Regions from separate parts of the Mus musculus genome. Here regions 2, 3 and 4 are each linked to region 1. Evidence: chromatin contacts called from public Hi-C and HiChIP or PLAC-seq data. All regions are on one chromosome and are shown on one strand. Each heading gives the region's core, a stretch centred on a gene start, on an enhancer-like site or on the middle of the called end of the contact. The rest is flanking DNA. Distances are from core to core; before and after follow the strand shown. Region 1 holds the start of Mast4 (microtubule associated serine/threonine kinase family member 4). Region 2 overlaps Mast4 (microtubule associated serine/threonine kinase family member 4). Region 3 overlaps Gm30551 (predicted gene, 30551). Region 4 overlaps Gm30551 (predicted gene, 30551).

Region 1 (5,102 bases), core at 972-3,471:
GTGAGGTGATAAGTCAGCTATACAATCAGGACCAAGAATGAGAACTTACCCACCCCCATCCCCCACATCTTCAAGACCTTGTGAATGCCATGTTAGCTATACAGAATCGTTAGACTAGGACAGCCAGTTACCCAGAGCCAACATGCTACATCAAAAGGAGATGTACCCAGGAGACAGCACTACTCTCTGCCAGCTCCTAGGGTGAGTGTGATGTTCAGCAAACTCCTGGACTATGACTTAACTCAATCTGGAACTTAGAGCTACCCAAAATTCCAGGCCAGAAACAGCACTCGTGTTGGAATGAACTTAACCTTGAAACTCTCCACTTTTAACTACAGAAGTGAACTTCTAAGGAAGGAAATGCATCCAGGTCTCACAACTCAGGAGCCAAAGAGTTCTAGAAAGCAGAGTTCCAGGCACCTGCCGAGATCCCTGAACTCCCACAGCATCCAGAAAAGGATCATGGCCAGAGATTTGGCCAACCACCAGCCAAGGCTCCTTCCATCTTTGCTTGGCTAGAACTTGCCTCTGCAAGATCCGGCCTCTACTTCCAGGCTAGATGCCCAGGGGGCTAAAGCCAGGACCCCGGGCTCTGTTTACTTCTTCTAAGGACAAAGGCAATTGTTTCCTACTGCTAATCCCAGCAGAGACCGGGGAAATACCAGTCTGGCACGGCGGAATTAATTTCACACGGAAGACTACGCTAGGGTCATGTTTTATTTATGGTCCTGTCTGATCAAGATGATTTCTCCCACAAGAGATGTCCAAAGCAAACAATCTTAAAGACTTGGAGAATCTTCCTTTCCTGTCTTCCAAAGTAAGAGGGGAAAGGGGCGGAGGGGGGCGGGGGTGAGAAGAAAACCAGAGATAGCAACCTAGTGGATTACAAAACTCGGTGTGTCAGGAAGAGACCGATAATTTTTGGATGCACAGCCTTCGAAGAAATGAGGCTAGACAAAGTCCTCTGAACAAGACACATCCTATCCAGATTGGTGACAGCGCTCCTCTGGACACTGAGTCCAAATAGGAGCCGGCGCGATAGGCTTAGCATGGGGAATCTTCCTCTTCCCCAGGATGAAAGGTGAAGCGACCACCAAAACCACCCACGGGCGACTCCAGCGTATTCTGGTCTCTGACACCCCAAGAAGCAACTCCACAGTCACCACTCCCACCAGCGTCAAACGCTCCAGGTCTCCCGCTCCATCCAAGACCGCAGTGATTAGCGATTCCCACGTCTAAGAATCTGGATATGAGTTGTGGGGACAAGCCAAGCTTTCAGATCACATTCAATAGCTAAGGACCCAAGCAGATACAGACATGAAGGGATCGATCGGCTCAGTGACACTTCCAAAGCACACGGTCGGGTAGCCCATGTAGACAAGCGCGCGAGGACAACCACTAGAAGTCAAGGACCCACAGAGTCTCCTGACAGTCACTATCCCAGGCTGTAGCAGAGCACCTTTAGTTCCCTCCCCTCTCCAAGACACCAGCGCGCACGCAAAGGGACCTAAAGGGCCCCTACAGCCGGGACCTGGAGGGTGTGGGATGGGACAGACTGAGCCCACCTCTTCATCCTGCTCCTCTTGGGATGCGCTGCTGACCTGGGGCACCGGCAGCACCGCTCCTCCCGGGTGCGGCAGCGGCAGGGTAGGGACTCCACGCTCCAGAGCCACGCGCGCGGGAGCCCACGCGGCGGGTAGCCGGGTTCCCAGGGCGCCGCCCGGCGGCCGCGGCGGCTGCGACCTGCAGGAGAAGCGGCTGGGCTCCCCTTCCTCCGACAGAGTTTCCGAGCCAGAGGATGACTCCGCTGAGGAAGCGCCCTCCGAGGACACGGCTGCCGCCGAAGAGACTAGGGTCCGGGCGCCGTGTCCGCTGCAGCCCCGGGGCACGGGCTCAGGCGCCTCGGAAACTTTCTCCCCCATGTCCCTTTTCGGCCCAAAGTGCCGTCCGAGGGGTGGCGGTGCGCTCGGCGCCTCCCGAAGAAGCCCCGGCTGCTCTGCTGTGTCTGGATCGCGCTGCGGCTCCCGGGCTGCGGGGAGCGCCGCCGGCGACTACATGACAGAGGTTGGACCACAGGAGCGCGTCGCCAAGTTCACTGCCGCCGTGGCTCGGCTGCTGACATGGACTCCCGCGCGCGGGGCCATGCCCACCGCGATCGGCGCTCCGCGCTGCGCCCGAGCCGCCGGGACTGCGGCTTCTCCCGCTAAACCTGCCTCCGGGACGGAGCGGAGGAGACGGGCAGCCCGCGGAGCCAATGGCAGCGCAGGCGCGCTGGTGGGCGGAGGCTGCGGAGCCGCTGGCCGCGCGGGCGTCAGGTAGGGGAGGTGGGGCCAGGAGCGGGCCACCCGATCCCGCGGGAGCTCTGGGTGCGCGGGGCAGCCCCACGGCGCGGGGATCCACAGGGCCGACGCGGAGTCCGCGGACTTAACTCGGTCTGGGACTCAGAAATGGGTGGGGGAGTGGCCGTCTGTCCTTGGGACGTGGGTGGGAGATGGCTGAGTGAGGCGAGACCTTGGAGAACCGGACTTTTAGTCTCCAAAAAGTGAAATCGGGGAAATTAGGCGGGAGGATTCGCGTGAAAACGGAAGCGCGCGGCCAGTCACGCGCAAACTCACGCTCCCACCCGTGTGCAGAGAGCGAAGTCCGTGGTGGGTGGAGAGAGGGGATCCAAACGCAGCCCATCTCCAAGCCTCTTTCTGGATAAACCTCTTGGGCCTCAGTTTCCTCAAATTGTAAAGGGAAGCGTCAACACCGATGTTGTCTGGCAATAAGACTAGATAGAGCAAAATAAAGTGTCAGCAGAGTTCCCGGCTTGGACACAAGCCAAGGTCTCCAAAGATGATTTTTCTGTATTTCTGCTTAGAAACTAAAGTTAAGTCAAAGACACGCGCTTGTGACAAAGGAAGGAAACAGCTGATGCTCTGTGTTTAGGACCAGGCTTTATCAGAACGGTCTTAGCAGCTCTTTGCGGTTCTGCCGCTGGGCTAAGGGACATTCCTAACTGGCTTTCTCTAGCCCTGCATAGGCACAACGCGGCCGACCTGGGGCCTCATTTTTCCTTTCCTATAAGAACAAGGAGAAAGAGCTTCCACCAAAGCACCAACAGAATAATCACCTTAACCTTTGTGGTGTCTTGGATCTGCTGGGAAGCCAGTGCGGAGTTAGGCAGCGAGAAATAAATGAGTCCTACTTGCCTTCAGCTCCAGACCCGTCTGAGCTCCACACCGTGACCCGAGGTATAAATTCAGCCAGCTTCCATTCCACAGACGTTGATTGAGATGTGTGCCAGTTGGTTGCAGGGGATACAAAGATGAATACGGCAGGTCTCCTGCCCTTGAGGAGCTTGTGGTCGGGGGAGAGATTGATATTGCATAATACCGCCTCATTATTCATGTTTAAAAGCTCTGGTAAGTGCTACAATGTGCCGTGGGAGAAGAGGGGAAGAATTACACCGAAGCCATTGCAGATCTTCAAGCCGAGGAGTCCTCCAGAATTTTACATTTCTCTCTGTCAGAACAGGTCTGCCAAGGGTCCTTGAGAAAAGGACTGGAGTTGAAAGCCCCGTTGGCTAATGAGCCCTTTTATGCTACCTTAGTATTTACAAGTGATAATGGGGGCGGGGGGGGGGGTGCTCATCTAGTCTGGACAGGCGGCTTTGTCCTGAATACTTTCCGACTGCCTCTGAAGAGGGAAGCTGTAGGATGTGACCCTCTGGCTGTGGATAGCTGTCAGAGTTGCATTGTGACACTTCAGAATGATCCAAAGGGAAGGGAAGACCTGCTGAGGTAAAAGGACATTCAGGAGACTTAGCTAAGTGGCAATGTAGAGGCTGAAGAGCGCACAGTGGGGCGGCCTGAATCCACCCCCTGGGCTTCACAATGACTTCCCTCCTTAGAGTACTGGCCTTTATCTGAGCCCCTATGTGGTTGATTCAGCACAGGGGAACTGAAATAAAGATTTAAGCAAGCCATTCACATCAAAGAAGAGGAGGGATTGCCTTCTCAGTTCGGGAAGGGTGCAACAAGGACATGGTTTGAATCCTAACAGCTAAAAAAATGGCAGTTCCTAGAGCCAGGGCTCTCCTGCGCTAAAGGCCTCAGAGTCCTGGCAGAAACCGAATGAAATACTTTAGGGATGAAGACACAGGCCAAAGAGCTGGTCAAAGGTCACACAGCAAGTGAGCAGTGGCTCTGTGGTTGGTACTCTGAAGTCTGCCTCTCAGAACAGTTTTTTAATCAAGGATACACATATGTGACTACTAGACTATAAATAACCACGGAAAAGGAATATTGTCGCCTTGGTTCATTATGCAAAAAAAAAATTTCCCTTTGGTCACATTTTTTTTTTAACTCACAAACATTTATATGACACTATGTGCCAGGCAACATTTTAAGCACTGTGCAAAAGCTATTATATACTCAATCCTTGTGTTGATCCAATAAGGTAGTGACATTTTTTTTTTGGTCTTGTATTACATCTGTGAAATACTGAAACCTAATGTTAACACAGCTAGCAAGTGTTAGAGCCAAGATTCAAAACTAAACAGTATTCATGTTCTAAACCTGTCCTTTTCTAAGTCAAGTACTAAATACTATTTGTTAAAATTACAAACACTGATCCCAAATAAATACATTTTACATTGCAAATTGTGGTACACATATATGCACACAGATGCAAAAAAAAAAAAAAAGCCAGTTTGTGATTTAATGCCTTTGTTTATAAACAATGCAGCCTGAAATTTTTATTGAATTTGTCCAAAAATAACCAAGACAGTTGTGAGTTACTAAGTGGGATTCACCCTCTTCAATAAAGCACACTCTATCATCACACTTGACCACGTGTGTCTGAGAAGGATGACGACTATAGTTTAAGCTGAGTTTCCAGATAAGAACCGGACAAACTCAACACCACACGACTATCAATAGAAGAGGGTCAGAAGGTCAAAATGGTTCCCCGAAATTACCCCAATCAGGCACAGAGGCAAATCCTTGGATATGGATAAACTGCTGGACCCAGGTCAGTTTACATGTCTAAGTCCTGCAATTTTCCTATCTTATTGAAATATAAATTCCTTCCTATCTTATTGAAATATAAATTCCTTC
Region 2 (5,102 bases), core at 773-3,272, 440 kb before region 1:
GACTGTTCAGTTTGATATCAGTCCCCAACAGCTAAAACCCCCTCAGGTCCTGCTATTCTATAACAAAGCTTAAGGTCAACATTTTAAAAATTTACCGCTGAGTCCTTGACGGAACTCCCTAATTTCCAGGCAGATAGAGGGAAAAGAAAACAGAAAGTATGGGAACTTCAAAAAATTAACAGCCCGTGTGAACTTTTATTTAGAGATTTCTCTCGTTACAAAGTGTACCCATGTGTCATGAAAAACACGTTCGTGACTATTAATACATAGCCAGCTCTACTCATAGAGAGTGATGGCTTCCAATAGACAAAGTTATGGACACCACCCATCCACTTTCATCCCCGTGGCCCCAGGCCCTTTTTAAAAACATCTTGGCTCTCCTCCTTAACTTTCAAAGCGATTATTCAGTTACCATGATGTCACACTCAAATGACTAGATGACATCTAGTGAAGATAAGACAGGTTAAAATAAAATACCTCTGTGTGTGCTCACACTAGAGTTGGGCGTGCTCCGGACCCTGCTGGGGAGGGTCCAATCGGAATCTCTCCAAGGGAAGAGCTACTTTTATTCTAACCAATACACAGAAGACTCCCCACAGAGTTGTATAGCTCCAGCCCAGTTCCAAGCCTTCTTCCTCTACAGACCCATAGGGACTAAGGATTTTTTGATACCAATATCTACCAGCTTTTTAGTCTCTATTGCAAAGCTTATGACTCCCCTGCTTTAAAAGATACTATTTAAACTCCTGATACCAGATATATTTGTAAAGAAAACCAGGCAAAGCCATAAAAGACTAACACATTCTTTCTCATATCCTACCTCCCTGTCCCAGTATCCTGGACCTTAAAGCAGCCAGCCAGAGAAGCACAAACGCACTGCCTAGTTACAGGGTGAAGAGCTGTGACTCCTTCTCCAAAGCATAAGCTTCCATGTCCTCATCGATTATTTCCAATGCATTTTTTTTTTTTTGGAAACCCACTTTTTTCACTTTATACATTCCTCACTGCTCTGCCTCCTCCTCCATCACCATACACCTGAACATTACAGGGCAGCAGTGACAACTTGGGAGCTCCCATTCTGAGCCAGGCTGGCCTTGAACTCTGAGAATCCACCTGCCTTTGTTCTCCTGATTGCTGCGATCTGGTCAGCCTTAAGGGGGAACTGCAGAGACTGTCAGAACTCCCTATGCTAGGCGGAAACCCAGGCTCTCAGCAGACAGCAGCAAGAGCCGTATATACCAAAGTCTTGGAGTAGAGCCCTCTCTTCCCTGGATGAATTATTCGGGGAAAAGGCTGGGCACGGTGTGGCAGGGCCGGGGAGGAGGGGTGAGCTCTACAAGGCAGCTTCAGGGCACATTAGCCAAGCTGGAGCTGACTGGATGAGAGGATGACAGGGCGAGTCCTGCAGCAATAGGCAAGGCACAGTGGAGAACGTGAAGACAGGAGAGGGATGAAAGGAAGCAGTTATGAAACAGGCCTGGGCAAGGCCAGGAGTGGGAGGAAATGGCTCAGGGACTCAGGGAGGGGCCTAGCCCGCAGGTCAGGCGTGGAGAGGCGAGGAGGAGCCACAAGTGGGGCCTGGTTTCGGCCACCTGTGGAACCAGCTGCTGAGAAACGGCCTGGTGCCAGGGCTCAGGAGGGAGCCAACAGTGAGGGGAATTAGGCCCAAGAAGATCCGGGGCTTTATGTGGGTTCATATGTCTGTTTGCGGACAGGGTCTCACAGTATAGCCCCGGCTAGCCTAAAACTTGTCCCATAGACCAAATAGCCTGAACATGCAGCAATCCTCCTGCCTCTTCCACCAGAGTGCTGCTGATATTACAGGTGTAGGCTACCGCACCCAGCTGAGTCAAGGCTTTAAAGTGAAACTCCAGCAGCAAGCTCAGAGGGAAGAGAAGGAGAGGGGAGGGGAGGAGAGGGGAGGGGAGAGGAGGGGAGGCGAGGTTCACAGGCTGTGGGAGGAACTTGAACTTCCAGGGAGGATGTGAAAAGGAAACTTCTGCCCTTGCCAACTCTGGTGATGGAGCAGCCCATGGGGTGAGCAGACGGTGAGTAAGGGGATGTGATTCAGGAACGAGGCTCCTGGGCTGCCTGAACATATAAGGCTTGGTGCCACGATGCATGACCTCTGGGTTTATCTGCCCACAAAAGGTGGTCACCACCCAATCTGCATTTCCTTGCTTCACACCAACCGTGCTGGTCAAATGACAACTCAGAGTACCACTGGACAACTGTTGATGCTGGGGGCACTGATGGTCTCCCCACTGTGTGAGCCAGAGACAACACTCACGCACGCATGCACACAGGCCACCCTTCACTCTTGGGGGACTTATCCCCTTGAAAGTCATCTCTGCCCATTCCTTCAATGACGCTGTTTTTCTTCCAGACTAAGATAATCTACACCTCCCATGGTATAAATGATGGTTTCCAGGTCAATGCCCTATACCTAAATTCAACTTCCTGTCTGGGGACTTTCTTTTTGTCCTTCCTGCCTCAAGAGACTTTGATGTTGCCAGACAGTTGCCCCCCCCCCAAATGTTTCTCACAGTCTTCAGCCTCCCTTTAAATATTACCTTTTCAAAGGGACTTCCCTAGCCTCTTTATTTAAAGCAGTCCCCACTCCACACCCACAAGGTTACTCTCTCTCTCTCTCCCTCTCTCCCTCTCTCCCTCTCTCTCTCTCTCTCTCTCTCTCTCTCTCTCTCTCTCTCTCTCTCTCTCTCTCCCTTCCACACTCTTGCAGCTGTCGGAACACTGACCCCAATTTGGCAATGGGCTTCTTTAGATATCTGTTTACTGGTGAGGCTGACTTATTCACTACTGTAGTCCTTGCCTCAGCATGAACGGAAGGCAGGAATGAATTCCCAGTGGTCCTTCAAACAGAATCAAAACTCCACAAATGTGGTTTTAACTGTGTGTGTGGGAGGAGGGGGATACAAGAAGCAACTCCAGGTATCCATCCCCCCCACCCTACTACCCCCGCTCCAACCGGCCTTCTCCCATTCCCCACGTTTGCGTGTTTGCTGACTACCACCCAGATGGCCCTCAAGCCAAAACCACTTTCCAGGGCCACGGTGGAATCCTTGCTTGTCCAAGGACAATGGCTCACTGACTGGCTCCTATCAAGTTAAGAAGTTCACATCCTTAACTTCTCTCCCAGGTAGCAGATCCTTTCTGTAAACCTTACAAAGTTTCAGCTAGGCCGATGCAATGGTTTAATGACTGACTGACTGGTGTGAAGATCTCACCCTGCTTCCAGGCCGGAGCTCCCCAGAGTCACTCACTAGTCACCCCCTTTCTCTCCCCACTGGATTAAGGATAGGCTACTTCAGCTCTCCTCAGCCACGCTGCTGACTACCCATGCCGTCATGACCGTGGTGATGTCAACAGCTAAGATTTATTCATTGTTTTTATTCGCCGGTAATTGCATTAGGAAAAATAAAGGCCGTATTAGCCAGGCTGGAGCTGATGAGAGATGTGAGGCAAGCAGGGTGAGCCTTGGTAAGGATGAAAGGAAACAGTCATGAAGCTCACACACACACACACACACAACTCAATAAGTAACTTACTTATCCCTATTTCAAAGATGGAGACGCTGAAGTTCAAGAAAGTAAACTTGCCCAACACCACAGGGGCCAGAGATAAACCCAGGTGTACTAAATTCAGATCCAGCCGCCTCCTCATTGCTGTCTTACAGTTTTTGGTACCCAGCAAGCTCCATCTAGGGTCTTTCTTGCTCCAGCAATGTGTGCAGTCTTCTCTCTCTGACCTCTCTCTGACCACAGCCACTGAGCTTTGGTCCGCACCATTTCTATTCCCTCTGGGAAGGCACTATGCTCTCCGAGAAATAGCCCTGCATCTTTCAGAAGTCCTGAACTGTGGCCTTTTGTGTATGGTGCCTCTCCTGGACTCCTAGATCCAAGTCTCTCCTTTGCACTGAGCATGCGTGGGGCCTATTGCACCTTGGAAATACCCCACAGCTCTGGTTTACAAGGCTTTCCTGGCAGGTTTTGCAGAAGGCACACATGAGGCTTTCAGCTTTGGGTCACATAGATACATGCTAGGTACTGAACAGATGTCAATTGTACCGGTCTTTCAATAAAAGAGGTGAGTACAAACTTATCAACAGCTTTAAGCACTGAATGTTGGGGCAGAAAAAAAAATCCATTTTCCACCTTTCTCATATATGCATGATCAAACGAACGAACAACCCCCCCTCCTCCACTGGATGTTTCTGCAGGCAGGTGTTCATCAAGAGTCAATATATTTTGTTAATTATGACAGTTAAAAAAAATCCTTGCATGTACCTGCTACTCAGAACAACTCCAAGTAATGTAAATTTAGCAAAAAGGTTGAAGGGGGGAGAAAAAACAGTAGCAACAAAACTTCTTTTATTTCTTGGTTTTTACAAGTTGGAGTCCTCAGAAAAATACAAGTTGAAGTGTCAAAAAAAAAAAAAAAAAAAAAAAAAAAAAGGAGAATTTCCTTGAAGGGATTAAAGCAGAGCAGAGTATGAGTTGGCGTGGATAAAGATTTTGGTGATTTGGTGATCTGGCTGTCACTTGGGTTTGGAGCTTGCCATTATATCAATGACAACGTGCCAGATTTTGGAACATGAAAGTAAAAGATCAAGCGCGTCCAAGCCTGCTGGCGTAGTGGCAGGGTCAAGCAACCTTTCGACAGGGGTCGCTTGTCATATACTCTGCATTATCAGACATTTACCTAATGATTCATAACATAGCAAAATTACAGTTATGAAGCAGCAACAACATAAGGGTCACAGCATTAGTAAGGTTGGGAACCGCTGCTCTAGGCCACCTCAGGTCAAGCAAAGGCCCATTCGGAAACTCAGCAGCACGTGACCCAGAGGACCCATGGGCTGCAGGATGCCTGACCTCCTCCTCCCCAAGATCTTAATCCAATAGGAAGAGAAAAGGCACTAGAACAGAGGTGCTGACGGGATCCAGGCACCTCCTTCCCATTGTGAGGGGATGCTCAGTGGATGCTATCGCTGCCAATCTAGGAAGTTAAAGTTGCATCCAGAGTTTACTCTGTTCTGAGCTGAGAAGCTGGGAAGAGCCTGTCTCTGAAGTTCAGATTTG
Region 3 (5,102 bases), core at 1,894-4,393, 360 kb after region 1:
TAAGACAAAAAGGCCACCAACAGATTGGGAAAGGATCTTTACCAATCATAAATCATATAGGGGACTAACATCCAATATATACAAAGAGCTCAAAAAGCTCTAGAAAATCAAATAACCCCATTAAAAAATGGGGCACAGAGCTAAACAAAGAATTCTCAACTGAGGAATACCAAATGGCTGAGAAGCACCTGAAAAAAATGTTCAACATCCTTAGTCATCGGGAAAATGCAAATCAAAACAACCCTGAGATTCTACCTCACACCAGTCAGAATGGCTAAGATAAAAAATTCAGGTGACAGTAGATGCTGGTGAGGATATGGAGAAAGAGGAACACTCCTCCATTGCTGGTGGGATTGCAAGCTTGTACAACCACTCTGGAAATCAGTCTGGCGGTTCCTCAGAAAATTGCACATAGTACTACCGGAGGATCCAGCAATACCTCTCCTGGGCATATACCCAGAAGATGTTCCAACTGGTAATAAGAACACATGTTCCACTATATTCATAACAGCCTTATTTATAATAGCCAGAAGCTGAAAAGAACCCAGATGTCCCTCAACAGAGGAATGGATACAGAAAATGTGGTACATTTACACAATGGAGTACTACTCAGCTATTAAAAACAATGAATTTATGAAATTCCTAGGCAAATGGATGTATCTGGAGGATATCATCCTGAGTGAGGTAACCCAATCACTAAAGAACACACATGATATTCACTTACTGATAAGTGGATATTAGCCCAGAAACTTAGAATACTAAGATACAATTTGCAAAACATATGAAACTCAAGAAGAAGGAAGACCAAAGTGTGGATACTTCGTTCCTTCTTAAAATGGGGAACAAAATATCCATGGAAGGAGTTACAGAGACAAAGTTCGGAGCTGAGATGGAAGGAAGGACCATCCAGAGACTGTCCCACCTGGGAATCCATCCCATAAACAACCACCAAACCCAGACACTATTGCATATGCCAGAAAGATTTTGCTGACAGGACCCTGATATAGCTGTCTCTTTTGAGGCTATGCCAGTGCCTGGAAAATACAGAAGTGGATGCTCACAGTCATCTATTGGATGGAACACAGGGCCCCCAATGGAGGAGCTAGAGAAAGTACCCAAGGAGCTAAAGGGGTCTGCAACCCTATAGGAGTAACAACAATATGAACTAACCACTACTCCCTAGAGCTTGTGTCTCTAGTTGCATATGTAGCAGAGGATGGCCTAGTTGGCCATCAATGGGAGGAGAGGCCCTTGGTCTTGCAAACTTTATATGCCCTAATACAGGGGAATGCCAGGGCCAGGAAGCAGGAGTGGGTGAGTTGGAGAGCAGGGCAGGGGAGGGTAGAGGGGACTTTTGGGTTAGCATTTGAAATGTAAATGAAGAAAATACCTAATAAATAAATAATATAAAAGAAAGAAAGGAAGGAAGGAAGGAAGGAAGGGAGGGAGGGAGGGAGGGAGGGAGGGAGAGAGAGAGAGAGAGAGAGAGAGAGAGAGAGAGAGAGAGAGAGAGGAAGGAAGGAAGGAAGGAAGGAAGGAAGGAAGGAAGGAAGGAAGGAAGGAAGGAAGGAAGGAAGGGAGAGAAAATGCTTGTGGACATACCAAAAAGATCATACCAAAAGGATCATAATCTTTATGTAAATACAACCTTCTCTATGTGTCTGTGATGTGGCTTATTTGAGGTGGGTTAGGCAGGCCCAAGGGACTCACATTTTGTTTTGGCAAATAGAGAGCCAGTGTCTTATTAGTTCTGGTTGAACAATTGCTGCGTTGAAACACCATAGCGAAAAAGCAACTTGGGGAGGAAAAGATTTATTCAACTTATGCTTCCACATCATAGTTCATCATCAAAGGAAGCCAGGACAGGAGCTCAAATGAGGCAGGAACCTAGGGGCAGGAGCTGCTGCAGAGCCCATGGAGAAGTGTTGTGAATGTCTTGCTTCCCCTGGCTTGCTCAGCCTCCTTCCTTCCTTCCTTCCTTCCTTCCTTCCTTCCTTCCTTCCTTCCTTCCTTCCTTCTTTCCTTCCTTCCTTCCTTCTTTGCTTTCTTGTTTTTAATTGGATATTTTATTTATTTACATTTCGAATGTTATCCCCTTTCCCAGTCGCCCCCCCAAACCCTCTACCCATCCCCCCTTCCCCTGCTTCTATGAGGGTGTTTCCCCCAACCCACCCACTCCAACCTTGACTCCCCACCCTCAAATTCCCCTATACTGGGCATCTAGTCTTCACAGGACCAAGGGCCTCTCCTCCCATTGGTGCCATACAAGGTGATCATCTTCGCATATGTGTCAGCCTGCTTTCTTATAGAACCCAGAACTTCAGCCCAGGAATGGTACCACCTACCATGGGCTGGGCCCTGCCCCATCAATCACTAACTGAGAAAATGTTGATGGCTGGATCTCATGGAGGCATTTCCTCAACTGAGACTCCTTCCTCTCTGGTGGTGCTAGCTTGTGTCTAGTTGACATGCAAAACCAGCCAGTACAGCCATCTACTCCCATCAGATGAAGGAAGAGCTAAGGAGTGTCTTGAAGCCAGGCTAGTTCTCGGTTTGCCGTCTGCAGAGACACTTTACTAGGTCATGCCCCAAGTGCCAGTGCTGACTGCTGTGACAGGTGTGGAGAGGCCCAGGTCATTAGCCCAGAATGACAGCGCACTGAGGTCGTCTGTTTTTCAATCCTGCTGTCTATGAGGCTCATTCTTCATTGCCACTATGATGGATTGCCTTGTGTCAATGGGGACACACACACACGACACACACACACACGACACACAAGAAGGAAGATCAGCTTGACTTGAAAAGAATGAGATGGCAAAAATGGGAGAAATCTGATTGCAAATTTACCTCCAAGTGGGGAAAATAAACTAGTTCCTATGTTTAAGCCGAAAAAGGGTCTTTAAATGTGGTATTTTCTCCATAGATAGGATCATCGTATAAATGCTTATCCCCAAGACAGCAAGCCTGACATAGCCCACAGGGGAACTTCAATGTTCCTGGATAAAGTGCTAAACGTACCCAGGCTCCTAGGAGTACAAAGAGATGGAAACAGCCAGACAGGAGAAGGCAAGTGGCTGTGTGACTGGAAAGAAATATCAGCTCCATGTTGACACTGGCCTCCGAGCAAGTAATAGATGATATAGCAACCACAATTACTCAAATGCCGTAAGATAAAACCCAGCTAGGAATGTGGGCTGACTCATGAGCAGTAACAATGACAGACTTAAAAACCGTTAATTTGTTGAGGGTCTAGTCGGTAGCAAAGACGATAGATATTTACAGATGGGAAGCTGATTGTCTAGGGGTCACTAACTAGCACCAAGGCGGAGAACAAGAGGCTGGGCCCGTATCCGACACATGATTACCTCCAATGCCCCTCACCAGCCAGCACAACTAAAAGGCCAGTAAAATCAAAGGATGCGGGCACTGCCCCCTGGTGGGCAGGCGCAGATTTGCAAAATCATTTTGCAAAGATTATGGCTACAGAAAAGAAAGGAAAATGAGCTGATTTTTCACCAATAAGCATAAAGGCTATCATCCCAGATGATACTTTTAAATATTTTCATATTTATCTATATTTTATAGGTAGATATAAAAATAGATGTGCACAGTCTCACATACATTATTGCTTATGAGCTATACACAGATATATATCACATGTATGTAGATATACAGCAATAACGAACAAGTGAGAGCACTTGCCAATAAGTCTAGGAAAAGAAGCTCAATACCATGAAAATGTTAATTAAAACAGCCAAGCACATCTACTTACCCTCCAAACAGCTACAATGTCAAAGTTGACCTCTGACCTCCACATGCATGCATGTTATGGCAACCACATGCAAGCACGCATACACCATAAACAAATTAAAAAAAAAAAGTCCAAATCTATGAAATGTTCATGAACAATAGGATGAAAAATAAACAGGGCTTTTTTTCCACAAAAACCGACTGCTGCGGATATCCTAAGGACCAACACATTGGCGATTCTAAGACAGTGTTTCTACTCTAGTTTGCGTCTCTGCTGCCGTGATGACCACCACAAACAAAAGCACCTTGGAAAAGAAAGGTTTCGCTTGGCTCACAGGTGTACTCCATCACTGAGGGAGGCCGAGGCAGGGACTCAAAGCAAGGCAACGGAGGAAGGCTACTTACGGACTTGCTCTCTGTGGCTCGCTCTTCCTCATGCAACTAAGGACCACCTGGTGGAGGTGGCGCCACTCACAGTGGACTGGGCCTTTATACCTCAATCAGTAATCAAGAAAACGGCCAGGTATAGTGGCGCACACCCTGAATCCCAGCGCTCCCAGGGGAGGCAGAGGCAGGTGAATCTCCCGGAAGTCAAGGCCAGCTTGGTCTACCAGAGTGAGTTCTAAGACAGACAGAGCTACAATAACAGACAGACCCTGTCTAAAGAACGGAGGGAAGGAGGGAGGGAGGGAGGGATAGTTGGAGGGGGGAGTGAAGGAAAGAAAGAACAAAGAGCGGTAGAACAAAGCAAGGGAGGAATGAAGGAAGAAACAAACAAACAAACAAAGAGAAAAGCGAGAAAAGAAAATGCCTACACGAACACGCCCACAGGCCAACCTGATGCAGGCAGTTTCTCAGCTGAGGGCCCCTCCACCCAGATGACTCTAATTTGTGTCAAGTTGACAAAAACTAACCAGTACATTGATGAATGGGTAAGCAAAAGATCTGGGAAAGTCTACTTGTGTAAGAAATTTCAGCACAGGTGATAGCCCCTTTGTGACAGTAACCATGACAGCTGTTTGTCAGTGGGCTGGGTCATCCAGGTACAAGGAAGGCCTTTCGGGTTGTGCTTTTAGACTGTAAACTTTCAGCTGTAACAAGGGCCCCTTGCTGTGTATCATACTTCATAAAGTACCGGAATAACAGTATGAATTTCGTTGGTTTCAAAATCTCTTCTATCAAAATGCAAGTGCTGGTTTTAACCCACCCCAGGCTCTGGCTGAAGAGGGGTTGAACAAATCAAGAACTACATCATTGGCTGGGCATCTGTTGGAGAGAAACAGGGACCCAAGGCAGCCGGTACCCAGAGAGCACACTGCTCCAGTCCTGACCTCACTAAGGCAAACCTGGCT
Region 4 (5,102 bases), core at 1,549-4,048, 330 kb after region 1:
TCACACACCATAGTGGCCTGTCTGCAAAGTCCACCTTCGGGGGAAATTTGAAGATGAGAGGCTCATCCTGACACCGTGTCCATGGCAAATGCTGGACCGAACACCAATGATTCCCAGTTCTACATCTGCAGAGCAGAAACTGAGTAGCTACATAGCAAACATGTAGTCTCTGGGAAGGTGAGAGAAGGCATGAGAGTTGTGGAAACCACGAATCGTTCTGGGTCCAGGAATGGCAAGAGCAGCAAGAAGATCACCACTGCCACCTGTGAACAACTCTAATTCTTTTAACTCCCATACATCTTACCCATCAGACCATTTTCCAGTATCTCGGGAGAGCGCTCCCATCCCGTCTGCTCATAGCACCCCATAACCTTTGCTTTCACTGAAGTTCTTTGGGTTCCATAGTTTCCTTGTTCCCCTCCAAGTCTGGCTGGGTTGGAGAGTTAGGTTCATGGTTATGAATAATAGCTAAAGAGAGTAATGGTGTTGTGTGCCTTTAATCCCAGCACTCAGAAAGGCAGAAGCAGGCAGATCTCTGGGAGTTCCAGGCCAGACTGGCTTACAAAATGAGTTCCAGGACAGCCATGGATATACAGAGAAACCCTGTCTCAAAAACAAAAACACAAAACAGGAGAAAAAATCTATACAACTGAGACATGTCAAAGTTTAAAAAAGGGAGTGGGTGGGAGAAACGGGTAAGGTGGATCCGTCAGTAATGATGCCTGCTGCCAAACTTGGAAATCCTTGTTTGATCCCCAGGATCCTCAAGGTAGAAGGAGAAAACCAACTCTACAAGTTGTCCTCAGAACAAACAACACTCACACACTCTCTCAATCTCTCTCCTACTCCCCTCCCTCCCTCCCTCCCCCTCTCCCTAGGCTCCCCCCCTCCCTTTCTCAATAAACATGTAACTAAAATATTAGGGAAATGAGGAAGTGAGTCTTGGAAGCAGAACTCTTAGCTAGCATGCATGGAACCTTAGCTTCAATCCCCTTGCTGCTAGAAAGAAGGAAAAGGAGAGACAGAAACATCCCAGCTCCCACTTCCTGCCTGTCACCAGGCTCTGCTGTCGAACATCAAGCCCCTTCCTATTTCTGCCCTGTTTCCCCTAGGATAAAACAGTGTTCCTGATAGACACTGCCACGCCTGCCCTCTTGCTTCCACACCTCTTCAGGGACAGAGGCTTTGCCCACCCTCTGGGTCTTAGTTTGGGTTTTATTGCTGTGAAGAGACATCATGACCAGGGCAACTCATATAAAAGAAAACAACTAATTGGGGCTGTCTTACAGGTTCAGAGGTTCAATCCATTATCATCATGGTGAGAAGCACGGCAGCATCCAGGCAGACACGGTTGCTAGAGAAGCAGCTGAGAGTTCTACATCTTCATCCATAGGCAGCAAGGAAAAGACTGGGTTCCACACTGGGCAGGGCTTGAGTATAGGAGCCCTCAAAGCCCAACCTTCCAGACCACACCTACTCCAACCAGTCCACACCTACTAATAGTGCCACTCTCTATGGACCAAGCATTCAAACTCATGAATCTATGGGGCCATACCTAGTCAACCCACCACATTCAGCCTACAAAAAGTCCTAGACTACTGTAAACATTTAGCCCTCTCTTCAGCTGTAGCCACACGGAAGGGGACCTGGCCTGTTTTGCCCCACCCCAGTGTTTCACATAGAATTCAGCACCCTTTACATATTTGTTCAAAGGATGAATGGGGAACAGGCAGGGGGTTAAATCACTATGAAAAGGGAAGGAAAGACCCATGGAGATCAGGCTGCTCTGTCCAGGCCTTCCTACTATAGATGAGCATGCTTAGAAAATGCAGCTTTGTCTCTGTTGTCCTCTTCCACTCTCCCTCCCAGGGCCAAGAGGCACTAGCCTGGTCTCTTCAGCCCACATAGAAGCTATGTAGCCCTCATTGTCATTCAGGTGTGGTGTTCTCAAGCAATGCCATAGCTCCTGAGTTATAAACACGCTGCCAGTTCCTCCAATGTTACACCTGAGGCAGCCACCCACACCTAGCCCACAAATGTAGAGACTGTTCTATGCAAGTCACAGTGATAATTGTTTAGCCTATTTCTAGATAGATAAGAAAAAATATAATTCTAATATACTCCACTCAGTAAATAAGTAAGAACTTATAAACAACACCTATGGAGTTCCCAGAACAGTGGGGAATATAAAGTATATAAGATAACTGGTTCACACACACACACACAGTCACACACGCATGCACAAACGTATGTGTGCATACACAGAGAGGGACAGAAAGACAGAGATGGAGAGGGAGAGAGGGAGGAAGGTCATCTCAGTATTCAAACTGCTGCAGAAAGGATTTTTCGTGCACTAACTTCTGCAGGATTCATCAGTCACCTAATCCAGATGTCCATCCAGGCGTTAAATGGAGTTGGAGTTCTTTTAACCTAAAACCATCTGCCACATCATTCATTATACCTAGAAACCAAACACAAAGCAAGGCTTAATAAATATTTGTCATGGGCAATGAAGACTTCAATCTGAATAGCTGAGAGGTCATAGGATAATTACACAGCTCTCTCAGGAGCTGGCTCACTGTTCCCTCCTCTGCCGGTGTCCCGGCTCAGCAGGACTCCTGGCCTCTGACTTACTGAGGAGAGTTGAAGGCAGGGTGCATGCAGGAGCCCGCTCGTGTTAGCAATTATTGTTTTCTGCTCTTTGTATTGGAAAATCATGGGCTTGGACTGACAGCCCAGGCCTTGGACCTGCAGAATAAAAAACTGGGTGGGGCAAGTGCCTTAGCCTCTGACCCCATGGCAGCCAGCCTCGGGCGGCAGCAATCATTCCTGCCAACGGTAAGGGTGGAGCATTCTGAGCAGCTAGCAACACACTAGTCATTTTAGTTTATCTATATATGTAAACGATTTTTCACGTGCAAAAACCAAGAAGCATCTCCTAGAACAGTGGTTCTCAGCCTTCCTAACACCGAGACCCTTTAATACAGCCCCTCGTGTCATAGCGACCCCCAGTCATAAAATTATTTTCATGACTGTAATTTTGCTACTGTTATGAATCATAATATAAATATCTGTGTTTTCCAATAGCCTTAGGCAACCCCTGTGAAAGAACCGTTCGACACACACACACACACACACACACACACACACACACACACACCCGAAAGGGGGTTACAACCCACAGGTTGAGAACCAATGACCTAGCAGCACAAACAATTTTTGTAAGCAAGAATTTGAAGAAAGGAACTGATGTCTACAGAATATTCCCTGGCATATCAGGGGCCTTAACAGACCCTTGTACAGTTTGGCTCTTTAGCCTTCACAGTGACCCTATAAAATGGATGGATGATAGTTAGATAAAAACTATCTCTGTAGAAGCTGGAGACAAACTAATTAAAAGGCCACAGAAAGGAAGCCAAAATATGTCTTAAACGCCTATCACTTAAAGGTCCAGCAATAGTTTCATGGGATCTTGAAATAAAAGGATTTTTCAAAAAGCCTATGTATATGTATATGTATATGTATATGTATATGTATATGTATATGTATATGTATATGTATATATGTATACATATAAAAACACTTTAAAAGCACGGGAAGGATCGTGGAGACCTAATTAATATGACATCTCGGCCTTACATCTTACAAACAGCCTCATAGAATCCCAACTTTTCTTTTGCAAAAAGCAAGCACACTTATATGTGAACATATATCTGTGCATCTCTTATATGCTCATTCCTCAACACTCTTGGGAGATTGGTTTCAGGGCCTTTGAAGGAATTCAATGTTCTGGGTATCTAAGCCTTTCACATACCATGACACAGTATTTGTATATAGCCTGCACACATGCTCCACGAACAAATCATCTTTCAATTACTTATGATACCTTAACTATGTAAGTAGTTGTATACTATACCGCTTATGGAATATGGACAAAAATAGCTTGGACAGAGAAATGCAATTTCTTCTGGATTTTTTTCAGTGCTTCAGATCAACCAGGGCCTCATTTACACTAAACACGTTCTCTGCCACTCAGTTGTAGATAAGCCCTAAGTATTTTCAAATTGGGGTGAAAAGAATCTGCAAATACAGAACCCATGGCCACGGAGAGCCAGGTGTGTGTGTGTGTGTGTGTGTGTGTGTGTGTGTGAGTGTGTGTGTGTGCACGCGCGAGCTCACACACGTGTATTAGCACATCTAAACATGATTGTCAAAAAATATAAACCAATGAGTCTTTCTCTCTACAGAGAGAGTGTAAATTACTTCTAAATTTTTCATAATACTCTGTAACTTTTAAAAATAGAGACCAGCTCCGTTGGTAAAATAATTGCCACATAACACAAAAACCTAAGTTCAATACCCAGCACCCATTTAAAGTCAGGCATGATGGTAATCCCAGCACCAAGGAAATGACGACAGAGAGATCCCTGGGGTTCACTGCCCAGCCAACTTCACCTACTTGGAGAGTTCGAGGCAAGTGAAAGACTATGTCTCAAAAAAACAAGGTAAATGGCTCCTGAAGAATAACATCTAAAGTAAACCTCTGGTTTACACACACACACACACGCACACACATGCAGAGAGAGAGAGAGAGAGAGAGAGAGAGAGAGAGAATAGGCAAAAACTACCTCTTCAATTAAAATTATCACATTTAAAATGCAATATTATTTTTTAAAGGCAAGTCAGAACAATGGGCTGCAAGCTTTTTGCCCTTGGTGAACCTGCTTCTAATTCTCTTTAAAGGAATTTGCAATCTACTGTGCACAGCATTCATTTCTTCATTTACTCACTCACTCACTCACTCACTCACTCAGCCAGCATTCACAGAGTGATAAACCAAATATTAAAGTGTCTTCCTGCACGAGGGACTCTGCCCTTCTGGAACACAGGGAGAAATAAAAGAGCTACAGTTATTGCTTGTGTCGTGCTGTATATAAACTAATAAATTGGAAGCATTAACCTGAGGGCACAGTAAAAATAAAATGCAAGATACTAGGAAAGATGTTAAATATTGGATTTGAATAAAACGAGTTAGAACTTTGAATAAGTCTTAAATTTTCTTCTGTGAATATCACAAACATAAATTCACTGTGTCAGATTTT

Evidence for each region. Hi-C and Micro-C count contacts between places; a contact is called where the count stands out from the background. HiChIP or PLAC-seq counts read pairs in DNA pulled down with a chosen protein or histone mark.
Region 2: a Hi-C map of embryonic stem cells shows a contact between it and region 1, with 2.6 times the contacts expected there. The contact joins the enhancer-like site here to the promoter of Mast4 in region 1. A contact is called at or near these places in 1 of 39 promoter capture datasets (the 3T3-L1 cell line), 5 of 484 Hi-C or Micro-C datasets (the C2C12 cell line, Sertoli cells, embryonic stem cells and 1 more) and 2 of 115 datasets of contacts at active chromatin or transcription factors (astrocytes and embryonic stem cells).
Region 3: a contact with region 1 is called in an H3K4me3 HiChIP or PLAC-seq map of stem cell-derived neural progenitor cells, with 17 read pairs. The contact joins the enhancer-like site here to the promoter of Mast4 in region 1. A contact is called at or near these places in 2 of 39 promoter capture datasets (the 3T3-L1 cell line and hippocampal neurons) and 4 of 115 datasets of contacts at active chromatin or transcription factors (embryonic hindbrain, embryonic stem cells and stem cell-derived neural progenitor cells).
Region 4: an H3K4me3 HiChIP or PLAC-seq map of neural tube shows a contact between it and region 1, with 3 times the contacts expected there. The contact joins the enhancer-like site here to the promoter of Mast4 in region 1. A contact is called at or near these places in 10 of 115 datasets of contacts at active chromatin or transcription factors (craniofacial prominence, embryonic forebrain, embryonic hindbrain and 6 more) and 2 of 9 other capture datasets (embryonic stem cells and pancreatic islet).

Annotation. Positions count from the first base shown.
Region 1 is chr13:103,332,271-103,337,372 of GRCm38.p6, forward strand. Mast4 (microtubule associated serine/threonine kinase family member 4) reads right to left here and starts at 2,222. Exons shown (of 29, transcript NM_175171.3): 1 at 1,566-2,222. The coding sequence starts at 1,922.
Region 2 is chr13:102,897,454-102,902,555 of GRCm38.p6, forward strand. The region is part of intron 4 of Mast4 (microtubule associated serine/threonine kinase family member 4); the gene reads right to left. Among named protein-coding and RNA genes, the nearest start is that of Gm30106, 7.8 kb to the right of the region's middle. Within about 2 kb of position 2,023, at least 173 of the 459 cell types and tissues checked have an H3K27ac peak or open chromatin away from gene starts, as enhancers often do. A contact at or near this core is called in the C2C12 cell line, astrocytes, embryonic stem cells and 1 more, where this site is marked.
Region 3 is chr13:103,693,003-103,698,104 of GRCm38.p6, forward strand. The region is part of intron 1 of Gm30551 (predicted gene, 30551); the gene reads right to left. Among named protein-coding and RNA genes, the nearest start is that of Gm30551, 12 kb to the right of the region's middle. Within about 2 kb of position 3,144, at least 23 of the 459 cell types and tissues checked have an H3K27ac peak or open chromatin away from gene starts, as enhancers often do.
Region 4 is chr13:103,658,138-103,663,239 of GRCm38.p6, forward strand. The region is part of intron 1 of Gm30551 (predicted gene, 30551); the gene reads right to left. It also overlaps the pseudogene Gm6080. Among named protein-coding and RNA genes, the nearest start is that of Gm24870, 19 kb to the left of the region's middle. Within about 2 kb of position 2,799, at least 9 of the 459 cell types and tissues checked have an H3K27ac peak or open chromatin away from gene starts, as enhancers often do. A contact at or near this core is called in neural tube and pancreatic islet, where this site is marked.